Regions from separate parts of the Mus musculus genome. Here regions 2, 3 and 4 are each linked to region 1. Evidence: chromatin contacts called from public Hi-C and promoter capture Hi-C data. All regions are on one chromosome and are shown on one strand. The core of a region is the stretch at or near the end of the contact, and the rest is flanking DNA. Distances in the headings are between cores, read along the strand shown.

Evidence for each region. Promoter capture Hi-C pulls out the DNA fragments that hold promoters and counts their contacts. A called contact is a pair of places that touch in the nucleus more often than the background predicts.
Region 2: a contact with region 1 is called in a Hi-C map of the P5424 cell line, with 5 times the contacts expected there. The contact joins the enhancer-like site here to the promoter of Rae1 in region 1. A contact is called at or near these places in 4 of 484 Hi-C or Micro-C datasets (the G1E-ER4 cell line, the P5424 cell line and embryonic stem cells).
Region 3: a promoter capture Hi-C map of embryonic stem cells shows a contact between it and region 1, with 4 times the contacts expected there. The contact joins the enhancer-like site here to the promoter of Rae1 in region 1. A contact is called at or near these places in 1 of 39 promoter capture datasets (embryonic stem cells) and 8 of 115 datasets of contacts at active chromatin or transcription factors (acute myeloid leukemia, craniofacial prominence, embryonic basal ganglia and 5 more).
Region 4: a contact with region 1 is called in a Hi-C map of the G1E-ER4 cell line, with 2.0 times the contacts expected there. The contact joins the enhancer-like site here to the promoter of Rae1 in region 1. A contact is called at or near these places in 3 of 484 Hi-C or Micro-C datasets (all in the G1E-ER4 cell line) and 3 of 115 datasets of contacts at active chromatin or transcription factors (embryonic stem cells, forebrain and neural tube).

The regions. Positions count from the first base shown.
Region 1 is chr2:172,998,762-173,001,944 of GRCm38.p6, forward strand. Rae1 (ribonucleic acid export 1) reads left to right here and starts at 1,356. Exons shown (of 12, transcript NM_175112.5): 1 at 1,356-1,615.
Region 2 is chr2:172,618,546-172,621,954 of GRCm38.p6, forward strand. No RefSeq gene overlaps it. Among named protein-coding and RNA genes, the nearest start is that of Gm36038, 43 kb to the left of the region's middle. Within about 2 kb of position 1,681, at least 6 of the 459 cell types and tissues checked have an H3K27ac peak or open chromatin away from gene starts, as enhancers often do. A contact at or near this core is called in the P5424 cell line and embryonic stem cells, where this site is marked.
Region 3 is chr2:172,521,171-172,524,691 of GRCm38.p6, forward strand. No RefSeq gene overlaps it. Among named protein-coding and RNA genes, the nearest start is that of Gm35864, 3.7 kb to the left of the region's middle. Within about 2 kb of position 1,556, at least 5 of the 459 cell types and tissues checked have an H3K27ac peak or open chromatin away from gene starts, as enhancers often do. A contact at or near this core is called in embryonic stem cells, where this site is marked.
Region 4 is chr2:172,589,135-172,592,218 of GRCm38.p6, forward strand. Gm36038 (a long non-coding RNA gene) reads left to right here. Exons shown (of 3, transcript XR_867065.1): 2 at 1-121. Among named protein-coding and RNA genes, the nearest start is that of Gm36038, 14 kb to the left of the region's middle. Within about 2 kb of position 1,702, at least 14 of the 459 cell types and tissues checked have an H3K27ac peak or open chromatin away from gene starts, as enhancers often do. A contact at or near this core is called in the G1E-ER4 cell line, where this site is marked.

The DNA.
Region 1 (3,183 bases), core at 106-2,605:
GAGCCCTCTACTCTGGACCCAACTCTTCCCCTGAGCCCCAACAGGAATAAACACGACGACGACAAACCAAACACTATGTACGCTAACTAAACCTTGTTATTTGACTTCTCAGGGGATGGGAGTAAGTAGATGATCACCAAGTGTCCTAGACAGGCCTGTTTCCTCTGTGTTGTACTGAGGTCCCTTAAGACAGGTAACCAGCGGCCAGTTTTTATTCCATTGTTCTGTAACCCTGTTCCTGCCTTACATTTTTAAAAATTGTTTTGGAGACAGAACATTTCTGTGTAGTTCTGATTGGCCTAGAACTCACAGAGACGCCCCCCCCCACCCCCTGCCTCTACCTCCTGCGTGCAGGGATTGGAAGGCCTGCCAAGTTGCCCAACAAGGAAACTAATTTTGTAGGGACCAATCACATTTTGTTCTTCCTCACTGACACTTGTCCTTTCTCTCTCTCTAAAACCGCTTTCCCTGATTGGTTCATTGGAACCCCCATTCTGGAATCTAGCTAACTATGTTGTCATTTTATCTGACACCTTAAACACTCTATGTGGAATGTTTCATAGAGCAGGACTTTTGTGTTTCAAACAGGCTTAATACTGACCTATTAGTACATGGGGCTCAGTAATTAAGTGTACTTGTTGCTCTTGAAGAGAGCCATGGTTCGGTTCCCAGTACCCACATGATGGTTCGACTATCTGTAACTCCTGTTCCAGGGGCTCCTACACAGTTTTCATGCCTCCCCAAGCATGTGGTGCATATACATACACACAGGGACAACATCCATGCACGGAAATAAATCTTAAACATCTCAGGGAGTAGGAACCATTCCCCTTATCATACCGCTCGGGATGTTCCAAGTAGGCAGCCTCTCAGAGGACAGTGCTAGATCTGAGCTGGGGAACTCTTTTTTTGTTTGTTTGTTTGTTTGTTTTTTGTTTTTACATGTATATGAGTATGTTGCCTGAAGAAGTTTAAGCACCACTGCGTGCAATGACCACAGAGACCAGAAGAGGGCGTCAGTTCTCCAAGAACTGGTGTTGGTTCTCTTGGACCTGTGAGCCGTCCAGTAGGTGTTGGGAATAGAATCTGGGTCTTCCCCAAGAAGCCACTGCTCTTGGCCGCTGAGCCATCTCTTCGGCTCCACGATCATCTTTAGACGTTTAAACAACAATCAATATAACGATACACACGCGAAAACAACGCCCTCTCTCAACTAGTTGCCTGGCAACTGCGCTGGCCGACTTTCCACAAACGCACAACTGCTGGCATAAACACTTCCTCTCGCCCTCAGCAGGGCTTCTGCGCATGTGCGCCCGCCTTGAGAGGGGCGGGACGCCGTGCTCTGACGCTTTCCGGGCAGTCCCGGAAGTGGCTCGTGGCGCGTGCGCGGTGCTTCTGTGGTAACGGGGCAGTTTCCACCGGCTTGAGGCGGACGACTCGGCGGTCTGGGGTCTCCCGGCTGCGCCCCCTCTGCCCCGCGCCAGAGCAGGTCCGTGGCTTCGGGCCCCGCCGCGTGCGTGTTCCTCAGGCGGCCGCCGCGCTCCCTCCGGGAAGCCCGGGCCCGCGTGAGGAGACCGAGCCCCTCTCTGCAGCCGGACCCCGTGCGCTCCGCTAGGTAGGCCGGGCCTCTCCGCGTGCGCACACCGCCCAGGCCACGGGGGTGAGGGGACGGTGGGGGACCGCGGCGTGCGCGGATGGGAGGGGCACGGCCGAGCCGGCGGGCGTGGTCGGACGCTTGGGAGCAGCCCGAGCTAACCCAGTCAGCCAGGAGAAAGGCCCCTGAGAGCTACGGGAGCTGGAGAGATGGCTGCGCTGCCTGCCAGAGGTCCGACCGCCTCTTCACCCCCGCTGCAGGGCACCCGGTACGCCCTTGCTCTTCTCACGTGCGCATGGTGATCTGAAACTAAGTCCTCAAGTAAATTGCACGGGAGAGGAGCGTGCGGATCCCAGCACACACTGGGGGTCGTTTCGTTTCCTAACTCCAGGATGGAGGAGTTAGTTTTTCCGGTGAAAATCAAGACTAACTCACGCTCCGGAGAAACATAGCCCTGGCTGCGTGTCTGTGCATCCCTCTCCCTGTACAGACAGGCTTGTAGTCCTCAGCCCCGAGAGTTGTCTCCCGAGCCGTCTTCTGAGACGTGAATGTGCACCTTATGGTGGCTCTGACACATCGTGGCTGTCTCGAAGGCAGCAGGAGTCAAATGCGCTCCCACAGTTCCTTGCAGTTTCCCTTTCCTTGTTATTTTAAGGAAGCGACCCTCATTAGGCTGTGGATTGCTCGGGCCTTAGCCTCGCTTTTGGAGAGGTGGCTGACTTGGTGGAAGTCTGGGTTTTAAGAATTTGCTTTTTAGTAACAGCTTGAAATGTGGCAAAAGCATATGGGAGTCTGGAGTCACAGTGCACAGATGGTTTCCTTGGCAACGACACAGTTGTCAATTACATTCAGTGTTAGACCGTGCAAATCCTTTTCTTTAAATGGGCTCTTTTGTAGACCAGGCTGTCCTCAGATTTCTGTACAGTCAGGGATGGCCTGCTCCTCCTGACCCTGCCTCCCAAGTGCAGAGATCACCTGTGCCAGCTCACCTGACTAACCCTAAACTTTCTCTGCCTGTTGTGTGTATGGCCATGCATGCGTGTCACAGTCCACATCTGGGCAGAGGACAACTTTGGAGTTCTCGCCTGCCTTTCTGTTGGTTCTGAGGGTCGAACTCGGGTTTCCAGGCTTGCACACCAAGTGTCTTTACTACCTGAGCCAACTCACCAGCCACAGAGGAGCCTGGAGAATGTGCACTGTTGTTTCAGGACAGCCGGAAGATGAGGCATGGCGAGGGACGGTAGGGCCCGGTAGACTGCCACGCTCAAGAAAGCAGTGCTGACTATCGATGGCTCCAAGTCTACACCGTCACACCAGACCTTCAGTACTCAGTGGGCCAAAGTAGATTGCTTTGGATTGTTCTTTTCTTTTTTGGTGTTTTGAGACGGGGTCTCTGTGTAGCCCTGGCTCTCTTGAAACTCACTCTGTAGACAAGGTTGGCCTCAACTCTCAGAGATCCGCCTGCCTCTGCCTCGCAAATGCTGGGATTTAAAGGCATGTGCCACCACTGCCTGGCATGAACTGCTTTTCTTAAAGCCCTGAGAAATTGTGGAACACCTGCCAGAACTGGTTGTTCTTTCTAGGTAACA
Region 2 (3,409 bases), core at 431-2,930, 380 kb before region 1:
AACTCACTCTGTAGACCAGGCTGGCCTTGAACTCGGAGATCTACCTGTCTCTCGGCCTACTGAGTGCTGGGATTAAAGGTGTGTGCTACCAACCTCCTGGCTGGGAGGGCAGTGAGCTTCCTCCCATGATAGTTGGTTTTTTACTAGAATTTTTCTGAAGTTTTCAAAAGAAGTGTTACAAAGTAAATGTGGAAAACTGTTCTATTGTTCCCTTTGTCTCCCCAATTAATAACACAGAGGCCTGGTATGTTTACTAAAAGCCTCAGGTGCTAAGCTGGGAAAATTCTGAGCTATTTTCTAAGGAGAAGATGCTGGCCTGGCCGATTTCCCAGCCATGTGCCCATTACTTGCCTTCTTAGTCTTGTCCTGGCTGCTCCTGCTCTATCAGTGTCCTCATGGTAACCTTCCTGGCCACCTGCTCATGGAGAATGGCTCATGGTAAATCTCTCATGGCAAATATCTCTGTCTCTGTCTCTCTCTGTCTCTCCCTCTCTCTCTCTTCCTCTCTTCCCCCCCCCCTCTCTCTCTCTCTCTCTCTCTCTCTCTCTCTCACACACACACATACACATACACACACCCCACCCCAATCAGAAGATAATGGAGACCAATGTTTTACAAAACTACCCATTCAGAAAGTGCTTCATAATAATAGCAAATCACAATAGCAAAGTCAGACTCAAAGTCAGACTGCACCCAGATCTCGGGGTGCAGTAACTAGCATCTGAATACACAGTGCACAAGACCACCCCCCACCCAAATGCGGTAGGCTCCCATTGTGAACCGGGAGACAGCACAGGGGGCTGGAGGGTGAAGAACTGTTCTGCTCAGAACCCTGTCCTGCTTGCCATTCTTTGATGCAAAGCATTCTGGGTGCCACTGGGCAGTGCTGACGGTCTTGGCAGGAGCATCTCAGGGCTCACGGAGCAGTTCTCTGTGCGCATGTGCTCTGTGCTCCTGGGCCAGCCATCCCTCTGCTCAGGGCTCCAAGACCTGCCCAGTGCTCCGTAGGTTGCTGCTCCTCCTTGGGATTCCCGGGTGCAGCCTTCGTCAGAATCACCCGGGGACCCGGAGAGGCACAGGTTATTGGGTGGTGGGTTCACGAGTCTGGGGAAGAGCCCAACATGTTCACTTTAAGAAAATTCTCAAAACAAAACAAAGCAGAAGCCGGGCATGGGTGGTGCATACCTTTAATCCCAGCACTTGGGAAGCAGAGACAGGTGGGTCTCTGAGTTCGAGGCCAGCCAGGTCTAAAGAGTGAGTTCCAGGACAGCCAGGGCTACATAGAGAAACCCTAACTCGAAAAGCCAAACAAAGAAAAGAGTAAAAAAGAAAATTCTCAGTCTGGGGACCACACTTTGAGAGCCACTGGTCTATATCTACATATTTACCTCTTAGGCTGGTCTTGAAATCTCTGTGTGGCCAAAGACAGCTCTGGGGTTCTGATGTCTCCATCTCCTTGATGCTAGAATCACAGGGACTCACCCCATACCTGGGTATGTAGGACAGTGATAGACAGCAGGCCTTCCGCATGCTGAGCAGCTCATCTCAGGCCCTTTATGTCATTCAAAAACGAAGCTACAAAGCCGATAAAATGCAGGTGGCAAAATACAGGAAGTCTCACAAAGGGACCAGAAAGTTCACTGTCAGCCACATCTGGAAGCCTGGGACAGGATGCTTGCGATCTCATGGCAGCTGGTGGCAGTGTGACCCCAGATACCATTCCTTCCCCGAGGTCCCAGTCTCTTCATTTCCAGGCCTCTCTGAGGGCTGCTAGACTCTGCTAGCTGGGCCACCTGTCCCTGTCCTTGAGGTCCTAGATGGAGCAGTCTCCTTACTGCCTTTGGGTCTCCCTACTGTGGAGCCCCCTACAGACTGCCCTGCATTTAAACTGGCAATGGGGGAAAGCCAGGCTTCTGGAAGGGTCTTTATTGCCACTAACCAAAGGCCTCCTCGGCCCTGCTGCTACAGGGTTTGATTTTATCCCCAATCAATACCCAGAGCTGATGAAAAGCCAGGTTCCTAAAGGCTGCACGTGTTCATGTTGCTAAAAATCACTTGGCCCACAGGACTGGGGCAGAGCTCAGTGGCAGGGCACTTGCCTAGCATGGTCAAAGCACTGGATTCAATCACCAACACTGTGTGGGGGATGGGGAGGCAGAGATGTCCTACAAAAGCCTAGACTGCTGGAAAATGCTCACCTCGCAAAAGAGGAGATCAGAAATGACAGCAGGGAGGACCAGATACAGAATGACTGAGGCGATGTGACAGCTAAGTGAGTGCCAAGGATAATGCTAGGGACAGCTGGGGACACGGGGATGTGCCTGGCTGTAGCAGATAGCATAGAATTATCCCATAGAATTATGGGAATGATTACACTGGAATTAAGACAATGTTGTGATGCTGTTGTGTTATGTAGGTGGCATGTTCTGCATTAAACAGTGAAGAAAGTTGTCATTATGTGTCAGCATGTCCTTAGGAGATGCACATTGAACAACGAGGATATGAAGTGTAATGACATCAGGAGTGCCTATGCATGTGTATACACACACACACACACACACACACACACACACACACACAGACACACACACAGAGATACACACACACACACAGAGGCACACAAGTGCACAAATATGCATGCCCACACAACCATGCCCATACATGTCTGCACACTTACACATACATACATGTACACCTTTGCACAATCGCACACCACTTGCGTGCTTGTACACATGTGCACCCATACGTGCAATTCATACATGCATAGCCAGGTGTACACACATGTATTCAAGCAACACATCCTTGCACAGCATATGTGTATGTGCACACACATGCACATCTCTTGGCAATGTTGTGAGAAAGCAGCTAAGGTCACATGGACCATCCTTCTGCTTTTTAAAACCACATCTGGAGAGTCTGGCTCCTTCCTAAGCATATGTACATCCAGCTGGTGTGGTCCCATCAGCCCCTGGTTCATGGATAAATCACAGTTACGAAGGGAAGGATCTGCCTGACCTCCAGGCCCCACACCCAGGCCACCTCTGAGGAGCAGGTGAGGACTCACTTAGAGCTGGCAGGAGGCTGTGACCAACAAAGATGGTGGTGGTCCTATCCGCTCCCACTCCCGCCCCCTGCATTAGAGGGAACTGTGAAGCCCTGGATCACACAGGCTTCCTCCCATTGCTCTGCTGCCCAAGAATATCTCTTGGGTTTTATGGCCTCTGGAGCTCCAGCCATCACACATACACACACACACACACACACACACACACACACACACACACACACACACATGCATCCCAGACTTAGGAGGAAAAAGGAACAAGACAGAAACGGTGAAGAGCTAAGCACTTGATGCTTTTTGAGAAAACCTTGCATCTTGTTAGGTAAACAGTCATATCGTCGTCTT
Region 3 (3,521 bases), core at 306-2,805, 480 kb before region 1:
ATCTATTGTTTCGTACCCTTCCCAGATGTCCTTGAACTGTCTTTGAACTTGTGACCCTGGGTAGCTGGGCTGTCAGACCCCAGGAGTGTTCAGCCCAACTTTATCAACAGCATCAACTGCGTCTCTCTCTCTCTCACTCACTCTTTCTCTCTTCCTCCCTCCCTCTCCCTTTCTCTCCCTCCCTCCTTCCCTCCCTCCTTCCCTCCCTCTGTTCCCCCCCCACACACACACACACAGTTGTCCTTCTCTGTGTGTTTTGCTTCTACACAGGATCTGAGGTGGCCAGAACCAACCTCAAGCTCACCATGTGGCTGAAGGTGGGTTGGACAGGGCTTGCAGTTAACAACTGCTTTGTTGTTTTCATTTTTCACTATTTATTTTTACGAGGCGGGATCTTGTTCTGTAGCCCTGGCTGTCCCAATATATTGGTCGCAATATATAGACCAGGCTGACCTCAGACTCACAGAGATCCGATTGCCTCTGCCTCCAAAGTGCTGGGGTTAAAGGCAAGCAATTGCTTCTTAGTTATAAAACGAGGACACCTCTATGATCCACATAAAACCATGGGAAAAATGGAATAAAGTAAAAAATTAAAAGCAGCTGTCGGAGCCCTTCACCTCCAGAACAATTTTACAGGACTTCGCATGCCAGCTTGGATTTCATTAGTATCCAAGTGGGTGAGCTCCACTTGCCCTCGAACCTGCAAAAGTGCGTTCACACCCCGGCCCACCCCACCCTGAATTCAGCACGCGACCACTCGTGGAAGTCCTGACTCCCAGGCTGTATCCAAGCAGGCTGAAGCAGCACAGACTCGGTTAACAGGAGTGACTTTCAGAACTGTCAGTACTGGATTCTGGAATCTACCATGTCTAGTGCTGGGGATGTGACCAGAGGTGACCTTTGCCCCTAAGCAGCCAGCTCCCTTCTTTCCCCTTGCTCTTCATTCTGCACGTCCTTGGTGCTTCCTCTGTGCCCTGGTTCCCCTTGATGTGAGAGGCCAACAAGTGGCCAGCACTGCTGGAGCTTGGCAGAGCCGGGCAGATCACCCTCACATTCAGAAACAGATGTGGCTGGTTTTCTTACAACCACTTGCCGTGTTCTATCTCCAAGAAGCTCAGGAGTACAGGGATCCCAACAAAAATCCTAGCTCAGCTCAGAGCTCGGTTGACAGAATGCTTGCCCAGAACACACACGGCCTAGGGTTCCATCCCAGTACCTCATAACCCGGTGTGCTGATGCTCATGGGACTCCCAGTGCTTAGAAGCAAGAGAATCAGGAGGTCAAAGTACGAGCTATGTAGAAAGTTCCAGACCACTCTAAGCACCATGATTCCAGGTGAGGGGGGGGGGGGGAGGAAAGACCTAAACGAACAAAAAAAAAAAAAAAAAAAATCCTACCGTACAAGGCAAGCCTTGAGGAAGCACTCGCTGAGGGAATTATTGAGCAATTTTTGCTTCCCGCTGTGGGTTCACCTCTGCATGAAGCTTCATAAAAGATCCTGACGCCCTACGCATTGCTGGCCCCGGGCTACAGGAGGTGAAATCTCGCTGCAGCTCAGATTCCTGAGACAGGTGCGCCTGAGTGGTCACCAGGCTGTCCCAATCTCAGGGCAGATCAGGGGGCCCCTCCCAGGCTCCGATTCAGGAGTTCTGGGTGAACCCCAGCAACGTAAATTTCAACGTAAATTTCTAGTGAGTGTTCTTCTAGGAAAGGCTGATGCTCTTGGGGGTCTCTTTAGGAGTGGAAGTTGGAGAGTTCCCCTAGCAACGGCCATTGAGGTAAAAGATCCCACAGAACCAACCAGGAACCAGAAGGCTCCACCTTCGGCTCAGCCAGGTGGCCGCTCTTCCTGGGCCATGTGGCTCCCTGCCGCATCTGCCACTGACAACGGCCCCTGGAGGGAAACTGGGCTCAGGCAGATGTTCAGTAGCCTAACTTCATAGTAAGTTTTCTTCTGCCATGGGCTAAATACACCGTAGATTCTCATCAGCCATGGGCGACAGACACGGTGGATTCATCCTCCGGCCTCAGTCACCGTACCTGCCAAAGGGGCGGGGGCGGGGGTGGGGGTGGGCAGAAGTGATTGGCCCAACAGAATCAGGTCCAGTAAGGGTGGATGGGGACAGAGAGCCAGAGCGGGCTATATTTGCTGGCCTTGCAGAATCCTATACCTACGGTTAACTTGCGTGTGCCTACAAGGAAAATAAGAAGCTAAAGTCAGGAAAACTCTAGGTTTGGAAGACACGAGGACCACTGTTAAAGTGTTACCTTCCAGACTTGAAAGGGAACCATCAGGGTGTTCTAACCCCACCCCACCCCCAGCCCCCCATCTTGCCCCAGTTGCCAGCTACTTCTCTAGCTCATTCTTCTCAATTTTGATATCTGAAATACTTCACGTTTGAAATTTTTTGGTAGATGGTTGTGGCGCTCCGCCTTCCTGTCTTCACGCGAGCCTTGCCTGTGGCTGAGCTTTAACAACATTTTAACTAAATTTTTTAAATCACATTTATTTATTGTTTTCTAGTTGAGGGTGTGTAGTGCAGACGTGGAGGTCAGAGGACAGCTTTTGGGGAGCCAATCTTCCACTTGTGTCATTTGGGGCCCACGGGTTGACGGCTTGGCCGTAAGGGCCTTTCCCCACTGGAACCTCTTGCCAGCCTAGCGTCACTTTGCGGCTATGGATGACGCTCTCGCTGTCTCCTGTCTGGAAAGAGTCACCTTTTCCTTCCCCGGTGTATCTCCTAATGGCACCTCTGAAGAATGTGGAAGGACACCTTTTACTGCGTGCCTGTCCCCCCATGCAGGTGGATTTCTGTTACTTCCAGGGAAGCCTGGTCTACTTAATGAGCTCCAGGCCAGGACTCTGTGTTCACAAAGACCTTCGTGACCTTGTGTCCTACATAAATAAATAAATAAATAAATAAATAAATAAATAATAGATAGATAGATAGGAAGAAAGAAAGAAAGAAAGAAAGAAAGAAAGAAAGAAAGAAAGAAAGAAAGAAAGAGGAAGGGAGGGAGGGAGGGAGGGAGGGAGGAAGGAAGGAAGGAAAATATTATTGCACTATTGCAGGGAGCAGCGGCTCGTGCTGGTAATCAGTGTTCACGGGGCTGAAGAGATGGAGCCGCCGTGGTTAAGTGCACTGGATGCTCTCTCAGAAGACCCGGGTTCAGTTCCCAGTGCCCACATGGTGGCTCCTATCTATCGCCTTAGTTCTAGGAAATCTGATGCTCCTGGCCTCCTCTGGTACCTTGAACACACATGGTGTAAACACACACACATGCATGTGCACGCATGCCTGCGTGAATACAAATAAATTTGTTTGTTTGTTTGTTTGTTTTCGGGCTATCTGAGATGGCATCTCCCTGTGTCGCCCTGGCTGGAATCTGAGTTATAGACCAGGCCGACCTTTAACTCACAGAGATCCACTTGCTTCTGCCTCCCCAGTGCTGAGATCAAATTCATGTGCCACCATGTCTGGCTAAAAATGAAACAAAAAATAGAAATAAAACAAGTAAAA
Region 4 (3,084 bases), core at 452-2,951, 410 kb before region 1:
TTTTTACCAGGGAAAGTGAAGCAAGCCAAAGATCCACAACCTGGAAGTCACAGAATTCAGCTGTGTTGGTGCCAGATGGGAGACACCCAACAAGCCATGTTCAGAGTTGGAGCCAAAACAGGTAGGCTGTGCAGAAAGCCCATATATGGCCAGTCTTTTGGGTATACTGTGCTCAAGTATATAACATTGACTAGATACTTGGAAACAACGCACATGGAAGGTTCTGGAAGGATCAGTGAACATGGGAGCCCATTCCCTGCTGGGTCACACCTCTTTTCTGCTAGGTCCATTTAGTTTTGAGCTAAGGGAAACAGAGATGTAGAGACTTATAACTGGGTCTCTATATTAACTGCTACCGAGATGCCTCTCAACAGAGAGTTCCAGACAGAGGAGGCGAATGATCAGTCTGTGGAGGCAGCGAACATGCTAGAACTAGAGACCAGCAATGAGATGGAGCTGAACAGGGGGCAGGAGGCAGGAGATGAAGCTAGAGTTGGAGCTGTGACCAAGCTTGAGAGAGTGTGGCAGTCTAGGAGACTGGCTCTATTTTACCCTGAATCCCTGGTGTCCCAGGGCCCTACTGGCAGGGTAGGAGCTGGTCTGACCAAAACAGCGCTAAAACAACAGGTGCTCATTCTTACAATATCCCAAGATGGGTGTTCAGCCACACCCCCTAATGGTTCTAGGGGAAGGTCCTTTAGTGCTTCCTCCAACTCTTGATGGTTTGGGAGATCCTCAGTGTGCCTTGGCTCACCTTAGCCCTCCCTCTGTCTCTGTCCCCCTCCTGTCAGCATGTGAAGTCTTGTCCTATAAGGACAACGGTTATTTCATATGGTCTTTGCTCTGGTTCCGCCTGACCTCACTTTAGTTTCATCCAGAAAGGCTCTTTCCAAACAAGGTCACCCTCTAGCTGGACAGCGATTCTGGCTGGCGATGGGATGGATGTTCTTTAACTCAAGACAAGACAGCGGTGAGACATGCACGGCATGCTGTTCACCTATGGAAGGGGTTACGTCAGCACAAGGAAAGGGCTGAGGAGCCAACGTGGGCACCAGAAGTGACGAGAGACTGGAGAACAGGGAGGGTGAGGATGTGGGGGCAGGGAGGTCAGGGATGGAGGCTGAAGATGTTCATGTGGGGAAACAAAAAGGACGCGGAGATGAATAGGATTCCAGCTAAGTAAGGGGTGCATTCTAGAACCTTCCCTAGGGGGCTGGTGGCTTCTGAGCCCAGCCTTCAGTGACACAGTTCTGTAAGGCTCAGGATGTGATGGAAAGAACGCACACAAGTGGGGGAGGTGGAGGCTCTGGGAAGAAAGCAGAAGGCTGAAACGTACACACAAGCCAGGACCTTGCCCCAGCAGCAGGAGCTCACCAGGGACACTCCAAACCTCCTGGCTCAGCGCGTGGGCACCCCTCAGAATTGCTGATGGCTGACCTAGAGTAAATACCCCTCCCTGTGAGCTCACACTTCAATTAGGCCTCTGCTCCCTCCAGTCTGGTCCCTTACTCTCTGCTGCTGTCTGGGGCGCTGCCTAGTAGGCACCAGTGGTCTGTTGATGCCCAGGACAGGGGTCTCTATCCCGAAATGCTAAGGGGGAGGGGAACCTCGGCTTCTCTCAGAGGTGGTGCCCTTTGGATTGCCTGTGCTGTCCAGACGAGGAGCAGGAACCTGGGGCTGCATGCTTCCAAAAACTCCCACGCGCCCTTGGGAGATTAAACAGAAGCTTTAGTCATTGAAGGTTCCAGAAGCCAGGCATGTGAAGTCAGTGTGGCTGCGCTGAAATGGGGTGTCGACAGGGCCCCACTCTCCCTAGGAGATCTCTCTCCATGACCCTTCCCACTTCTTCAAAGGCAGCATCTTCACTCCCACCATAGAAAATGCTTAGTCATCCCCTTATCATACATGCTCAGACCTGTGACTGAGGGCACACAGATAAAATCAGGAGTTTCCCATTTCCCGCCCCTCCTTTCTGTTGGGCACAGAGTCTTCCGTAATAACTCAAGCCGGTCCCAGACTCATGATCATCTGGAGCAGGGGGTTGGCAGGAGGCACCACCATACCTGCCTTCATGTCTGTGTTATCTTTTTTGTTTTCTGTGTTGTACTGGTTAGCATGGAGCTCATGATGTAGGCAAGGCTGTCCTTGAACTTGCAGCAATTCTTCCTTAGGTGGAGTGACAGACATGTGCTATCAGGACCAGCTCCGTCTTACTAAGGATGCCCCTGTTGCTGATTGTAGTGTGGGAACTCGAGAGCAGGCCCCATCTGTGCAAGGCAGCCTGCACCTCTTGGTTTATACTCTGTGACGAAGACTGACTTCCTTTCAGTATGATGTTGGGTTCTTGGGAGTAGGACCGGGTTTGTCTATGGGGCCTGTATTCTGCCCAAGCAAAACCCTCAGAGGCTGTATACAGGAGGTGTAACCAACACTGCCACTCAGGTTCTTCACAAGTGAACACCAGAGTGTCTTTTAAAATTGTGTGTATGTGTGTGTATATGTATGTGTGTGTATGTATCTCTGTGTGTATATGTGTATATATCTGTCTGTGTGTCTGTATCTGTGTATGTATGTCTGTGTATGTCTGTGTCTGTGTGTCCTCTGTGTATATATGTGTCTGTGTGTCTGTGTGTATATATGTGTCTGTGTGTATGTGTGTGTAAATGTGTCTGTGTGTCTGTGTGTGTATATGTGTGTGTATGTGTGTATGTGTATGTGTGTATAGAACCTGGGCAGTTCTTTTCTTTCCCCCCGTGGATCTCGGGGATTAAATTCAGGCCTTTAGGCTTGGCAGCAAGCACCTTTACCAACTGAACCGTCTCCCAGGCTCTAGGTTTTGGTTCCCTTACCTTTTTTTTGACCTGTCTTGAGTCTCAAGTAGCTTTAGCTGTTCTTGTCCTTGCTGCATAGCTGAGGGTGACTTTGAACTCCTGATCCTCCAGGCTCCACCTCCCAGAACTGGCATGAGAGCTGAGCACTGCCATCTCTGATCTCTGCTTCTAATGAAGCATGGCACAAAGACCTTTTTTTATATATTTGTTTGTGTGTGCACGCATGTGTGTGCATTTGAGTGCACATGTGAGT